Linked DNA regions of Mus musculus: region 1 is linked to region 2. The links are chromatin contacts, called in public HiChIP or PLAC-seq maps. All regions are on one chromosome and are shown on one strand. The core of a region is the stretch at or near the end of the contact, and the rest is flanking DNA. Distances in the headings are between cores, read along the strand shown.

Region 1 (3,002 bases), core at 485-2,984, 270 kb after region 2:
AGGCCCTAAACCACGCTGCACCTCGTGTTCTCTAGGGGAGACTCACCCCTCAGAACCTTATCACAAGATCCAAACTCAGAATATGCTGGAAGGTGTGAACCCCTCTGAGACACACTATGCTACGGTTGCAGCTTTAGACCTTTAGATCACCGGTCCTATTGCTACCATGGTTTTGGGTCTTTACAACCCCCCACCCACCCACCCATTCCATCTGGACCTCTGTCAGGCATGCTACTACTCTCCAAATGAATTCCAAAATGGTTAGACCTCCAGCTGCCTACCTACCAATACCTTGATTTCCATACGATAAGATTTCAGAGAATGTGATAAGTCCCATGTTACATGGTGAATCAGGAACTAGAACCTTAGGCTAACTTGGAAGTCAAAAGTCATACAATTTTTTTTCTCCCAGAATTTCTGAGTGGTAACTGTGTGTGCTCTTACCAATAGTCCTCAGGAAGTACCTGGGACTGGCTGTCAAGGGAAATAAATATAATGAGTAGTGTTCAATGCCCAAAGGACATTTTTTAACTTATGCACTGGCTTGAGATTGTCCATAATCCGCTCCGCTAGCTGTCACTTAAATCGGTAGCCAGTGAAGGGGAATGAGGAACCTCTACCTCCTCCTGCCTCCATTTAAGATACCTCAACATTCTTTCACTCTTAAGCACAAAGCTGCCATCTCTGTGCAAACCAGTTCCCAAATCGAAGCACCAATAAGTGGACAATTCCGGGTCTACTTTCTCGGGACCCTTCTGCGCGATGTTTGCGCCATACAACACTAAAGTGATGCAAGCCACCCCATCCTTCGAAGGCGAGGGCAGACGCTGGAACATGACATAAACGACGCCCACTCCCCGTTTTCCAAGCCCCCAAACGGATTCAATTGTTGTTTCGTGGGGCTCTTTTTTTTTTTTTTTTCCTTTTCTTCCTCCGAACCTCCGAAGTGTTCTTCCTTCCTATTGGCCAAAGCTGCCCCTTGACGCCACCCCGGCTTTGCTTACTGATTGGTCGGCTCTGGATGTGCCCAAGCCTTTTTCCCAGGGTGTGGCGCCCCCCTCCCGCCCCCAACAGGGTTCTGACCCCTGGCTCCTCCCTTCCCCCAACCCCCCCTCCCGTTCCGAATGGTACCGCCCTGGCTCGGCTCCCCCATGGCCCGGCCGCTGCCCTTAGGGCCCCCGGACGGGGCGGGGCACATTGGGGACGGGCAGAAGGCGGTGGTGGCGCCTTCCTGCCGAGCCCGAAGCCACCCCCGCCACCCTTCTACAACCCTCTTAGGTTCCACTTTCCCTTGAGCAGTTTTCGCCCTCCTTAGTAGCCCTGTCCCGTCTGTTGCAGCCCCCACTGGTCTTTTGGTCATCCCAAAGGGCAGCTTTCAATCCCAGCCCTCCGCGCTTGATACACGCCCATCAGCCTCCACCCTTGGGTTCTCGAAAGGCTTTCTCCCCGAGTCTGTACACCCTTCCCCTCCGGGTCCCTCTTTCTAGCGGACTGTCCATCCATCCCCGGGACCTCCCTCCCTGTGTGTGGCCGTTCCTCCCAGCGGCCTCCACTTCACGGTGTCCCCTCCCCTTCGTGGCCAGCGTGGTGGAGCACTCCTGCCCCCCCCCTTTCTCTGTACCCCCGCGCTCTCTTATGCTGTCCCTTCACGTCCCACTCTAAGTCCCTCCCACGCCATTCCCCCCACACACACACTCACACACCCCTCCCTGCGAGTCGTCCCCTGGCGCCCCTCCCCTAGCCCCCGCTTGTCTATGCCCCTCCCACACACCCGGTCCTTTTGTCTCCTCTTTGGTCTCTAAGTCCCCCGCCCCTCCCTCCCGCCCGCCCTCGCTCCCCGCGAGCACGCTCTTATCTTCCCCAGGTCCGGGCGCCCCGCCCCCTGGCCGCGCCCCGCCGGCTCCCCTCCCTCCCGCGGCCCCATCTCCACCCTCGGCGCTCCGCCCCCCCCCCCCCCCCCGCCAATCCCCGGTGGCTCGGGGCCCTCCAGCCGGGCCCACCTCCCTCGTTCCCTGGTTCGCTCCTCCCGCCACAACCTCCGCAGATCCCAGACCCACCCTTTTCGGGCCGCGGGCTCGGGCTCCCGCGCGTTCTCCCCACACTTGCACTCCTCCCTCCGCCCTGCTTTGCTACCTCGCCCAGGCCCCAAAGTCGCCCGGTCCGGGACACGGTGCAACCCGCCCTCGGGGAAGCCTCTTTCTTTGCAATGGTGCGGGCACCGCACGATCGGACCCACAGCCCTAGGAGCACAAACCCAAACTGGGCCAGTCCTGGCCGCCTTTACATAGTCCGGCTCTCGGAACCCGCCCGGGACCTTGTGCCCGTCGGAAGAGTATAGGGACCTGCTGAGCGCGGCTCCTCTGGCCTGCCCGGCGCGCCCAGGGGAGACACTGCGACCAGAATGCCAGGGATGTCTTTACCCAAAGCCTCCTTCAGTCTTCACCCAAAACCTGTGCATTCAGTAGGCTGCTCCCACCTGAGGTCTCGCGCTCAGCGGGCCTAGGTTGAGATGCTGTACCGAAAATCCTCCCAGCATCAGGGGCTGTAGTTTAGTTATGGTCCATCGGGCTCCATCAGTGAAAACAAGTGATAAGCCCTGACCACCCAGGGAGACAGGGGGCATGCACTTCTCAGCCTAGTGCTTTGTATCAACTGTCTGCAGGTGGAGGGCCTGGAACTAAACTCTTTCATCTCAGGTGAGGGTTGTGTCTTAAGTAGAGAACCAAGCCACAGGCCAATAACTAAAAAATATATCTGTTCCATAATGCCGACGTTGGCGGTATCTCTCCCCTGAACCTCTTCTGCCAAAACCTTATTTACGCAGCAGACTGGAAGTTCTTTGAAGGAGGTCCCTGTTCCTCACCCTAGCTCACTCAATGGATCTCTTGTGATTGGCAGATAACTGGATGTGTTTGTTAACTGCCCGCCTTTGTGACTTAAGGTTGTAAACTGGCAAGGGCCAGGACCAGTTGGGGATTACTAGCTTGCGCCAGGCACAGCAT
Region 2 (3,169 bases), core at 13-2,512:
CATATGCCTTTTACAGCTTGCAGCTGTGCAACATTGTGGAGAGATAATACTTCCCCTGACAAGGCAATGTGTTGCATGTGGATAATGACAGGCGCCTTGGGGGGGGGGGCTGTAAGGGGTCTCTAATGACTTGGATGGATCCACCTGTTTCAGCTCATTGTCACCAGAGAGAGGTCATAGGTCATCATTGCTCACAGAATTCTCTGCTGGAACTCATAAGTAGCACCCCTTGTGAAGAGATGTTCACCCAGGTTGGTGCGCCGGGATTCCCTTTTCCCTGCCTTGAGCTTCCTTTGTCCTTCATTAAATGGAGTCAGTCATGCCTGCCTTGATGGCTTGTTCTGAAGAAGACATGATGGCTAACACAGAAAGCATGTCCTAAACTACTGGCTAGCACGTAACAAGTGTGGAAGCCAATTCTGGAAAGTCTGCCCTAAATGCTTTTGCCTGGCCACACAATAGAAGCTTCTCTCCCCTCCCCCCACACACCTTTTTTTTTTTTTTTAACCAACTCCACAAACAGGTAGAAAACCTAGAAGCCCGAGTAGTCTCTGGGATCAAAGAATCCAAGTTAGAAATGATCCAAAGTTGAGACTTTTCAAATTGTGTTCCACAGAATTGTGGGTGCCTGGGGTGGGAGGACACTGGTAGGAAGAAGAGTGAGACTCAATTGGTGATGCCGAGAGCTTTGATACAATTTATCTGGGCTATGGCTTTGCAAAGAGTTTGAAAAGTCTGGCCCAGCATTCCTGGCTTTGCTCCTGGACTACATGAACCCAAGTAGCCTGAAAACAGCCGCAGTGAGAGGCACTGGGCCCAGAAGGTAGCCAAAGCTCTATTTGCTCCCACGTCTATCGGGCCAAGCCCTGTTCCTGTCCCAGACCTTCTTGTAGACCCAGGCTCTTTTAACCTGGCAGTCTGAGAATCAGTAAGGTAAGCAAAATGAGTCTCGTTTCCTTAGGGAAGGAAACAATTCTGGGCCTTCCCTTCCCTTCCCTCTGGAAAGGAAGAGCAGGGGCACAATCCAAAGCACACTGGGCTAGGGGGCCCACCTTTCAGGGCATTCTTTGCTGAGGGTGAAGGGTAGGGGTCTAATCTGCATTCAGGACAAAGCTGACAGGGTGTTTGAGTGTTGTTGTCATAGAGACTCAGAAAGGTGTTATTAGCATCTTTTCAACTCAGTGGCCCTGTGTGGTCCAGTCCCGTGCAATCTTAGCAGTAGCGCGCTGTCACCCTGGCAACCCATTAGCCTAGTGTTGTTACCATGGAAACTCCAGCGCTGTTGATGGGCCCAAGAACTTCCCTGAGGAGATATGCTCTGGGGGATCTGCCCTTGGCAGTGCCTATTCCTCAGGTCTCCCAACTAACAGTTGCCTGCTACTCAGACACTGGAGGCATTTAGGGCTTTTTTTTTTTTTTCTGGAGTAAGCTCAGATTCTGTGTGACAGAAAAAAATTTGGCCCTTCAAAGTGGCAAGTCTATGCTTTGTTACCATGGAAATGCTGCTTTTAAGGCTCTCAATGCAGGATGCAAAACTAACTCTTGCAGGAAATTGAGGCCAGCCAGAAAGGAGGCTGTGGGCTTGCACTTCACACTCTTGGAGCTCGTTCATTCATTTGGCATTAGTGAGCATCTATTAATACACTCGGTGCTGTGGATGCTCAGGGTTAGAACTAGAGACAAGGCCTGATCATCCACTGTCCTCAACTGAAAAGAAGGTCAAGGTGGATAGAACCATTTTTACTTCCCGCTTCAACCCTATCTGGTTCTCAGTCACTGTATCAGGACCATGGGGTAACAAAGAAGCCTAGGTCCCTTGGGGGAATTCTGTGATAAGAGGAGAGGTATCACTAAACGTCAGCCCCTCCCCCAAAATGACATCAAGATTTCTCTGAGCTCAAAGAAATCCTCAGATTTGCTGTGTGAGGATGAACAAGAGGAATATCTGCTATAACCTCTCCCTTACTTGTATCTTTAGGAAACTTAGATCATTGTGACGTCTGAGTAACTAAAACCTGGGTAGACTTGCCAGAAGAGTCCACTGGCAAAGCAGGCTGCCTTTCGAGGTAATGAACTCCTCATTACTGGAGGTAAGCAAGCAGAGACAAAGCAACTGCTCAGCAAGGATTGTATAGATGGTTCAGTCATAGTCCTGGAGGTAGACTGCAGTCTTTAAATCTTGGCACAGCTTACTAACTGTGTGACTATAGGCAATTTGCTTAAGCACATTGAGCTTTGCTTTTCACGTCCACAAAAATGGAGGTGAGAGTTTCTGCCTAGTGTCGTTGTCTTGGGGATTCAATCAGTATGGTAGAAGGAAAGCACACAGAATAGCACCTAGCACGTCAGTACTCAATAAACACTGGCTTGCCTTGTGACATGATGGTTTGGCTGAAGTTCCCACCAAGTGCCTGTTAGCTCTGCATCCTCCTGTACCATCTGGAGAGAGAGAGAAGGCGTCCCACCAAGGGCAGGGCCCTGTACTGACCCCAAGAGCTTTGAACTCCCCAGGAGCATGCTTGTAGTAGCGGTTTTCTTTTCAGGTTGCTTTTAGTTTCAATCTCTTCACTGAGCCTAAAGACCCAAGGGTACAAGGATCATCTCCACAGGGTAGTAAGGGAAGTGAAGGATGAGCAGGGACCCAGTTATCAAGTTCCAGAGCTGGCATGGCAGCTTCCTTTCTGTTACAACCCTTCTCAGAACTTAGGGGCGCCCTATCGAGAGGGGGGCAGATGGAAAGGGCAGTGCCTCCCTTCTTGGACTTGTGCACGAAAGAGTTACAGCCACAGTTAGAGGAGCCATAGAGGGTACATCTTAGAAAGGCTGGGGCTGTGACTGGTGCGTTGTACCTCTGGAAGAAGGACAAAGCGACTCTTTGCAATGAGCTCTTACTTGAAGCTCATTTCTAGAAACTGAATGGGCTTTTCCTGAGCTCCCGTCATTCTGGTCACATCCAGTTTCCCTTTGAGTCAGGTTCGGGGATTCATTAGACTCTGATCTGACATTTCAGTCCCAATGTAGTGGCTCAGATACTCAACTCAGCTAATGACCTCACCAGGGGATTTTGCTTGCTGAGATTGGGCAAGGTGGGCTAGTATTTTTATGTAGGATATGTGGGACCTTGTAGCCAGACAGGCAGAAGAACGATAAGGTTAAATGAGCTCAAATC

What was found. HiChIP or PLAC-seq counts read pairs in DNA pulled down with a chosen protein or histone mark.
Region 1: a contact with region 2 is called in an H3K4me3 HiChIP or PLAC-seq map of forebrain, with 3 times the contacts expected there. The contact joins the promoter of 9530027J09Rik here to the enhancer-like site in region 2. A contact is called at or near these places in 7 of 39 promoter capture datasets (the 3T3-L1 cell line, the C10 cell line, frontonasal cranial neural crest and 3 more), 10 of 484 Hi-C or Micro-C datasets (the G1E-ER4 cell line, double positive thymocytes, embryonic fibroblasts and 5 more), 1 of 115 datasets of contacts at active chromatin or transcription factors (forebrain) and 1 of 9 other capture datasets (embryonic stem cells).

What each region holds. Positions count from the first base shown.
Region 1 is chrX:48,283,692-48,286,693 of GRCm38.p6, forward strand. 9530027J09Rik (RIKEN cDNA 9530027J09 gene) reads right to left here and starts at 1,735. Exons shown (of 4, transcript NR_045916.1): 1 at 1,704-1,735.
Region 2 is chrX:48,015,844-48,019,012 of GRCm38.p6, forward strand. No RefSeq gene overlaps it. Among named protein-coding and RNA genes, the nearest start is that of Apln, 17 kb to the right of the region's middle. Within about 2 kb of position 1,263, at least 46 of the 459 cell types and tissues checked have an H3K27ac peak or open chromatin away from gene starts, as enhancers often do. A contact at or near this core is called in forebrain, where this site is marked.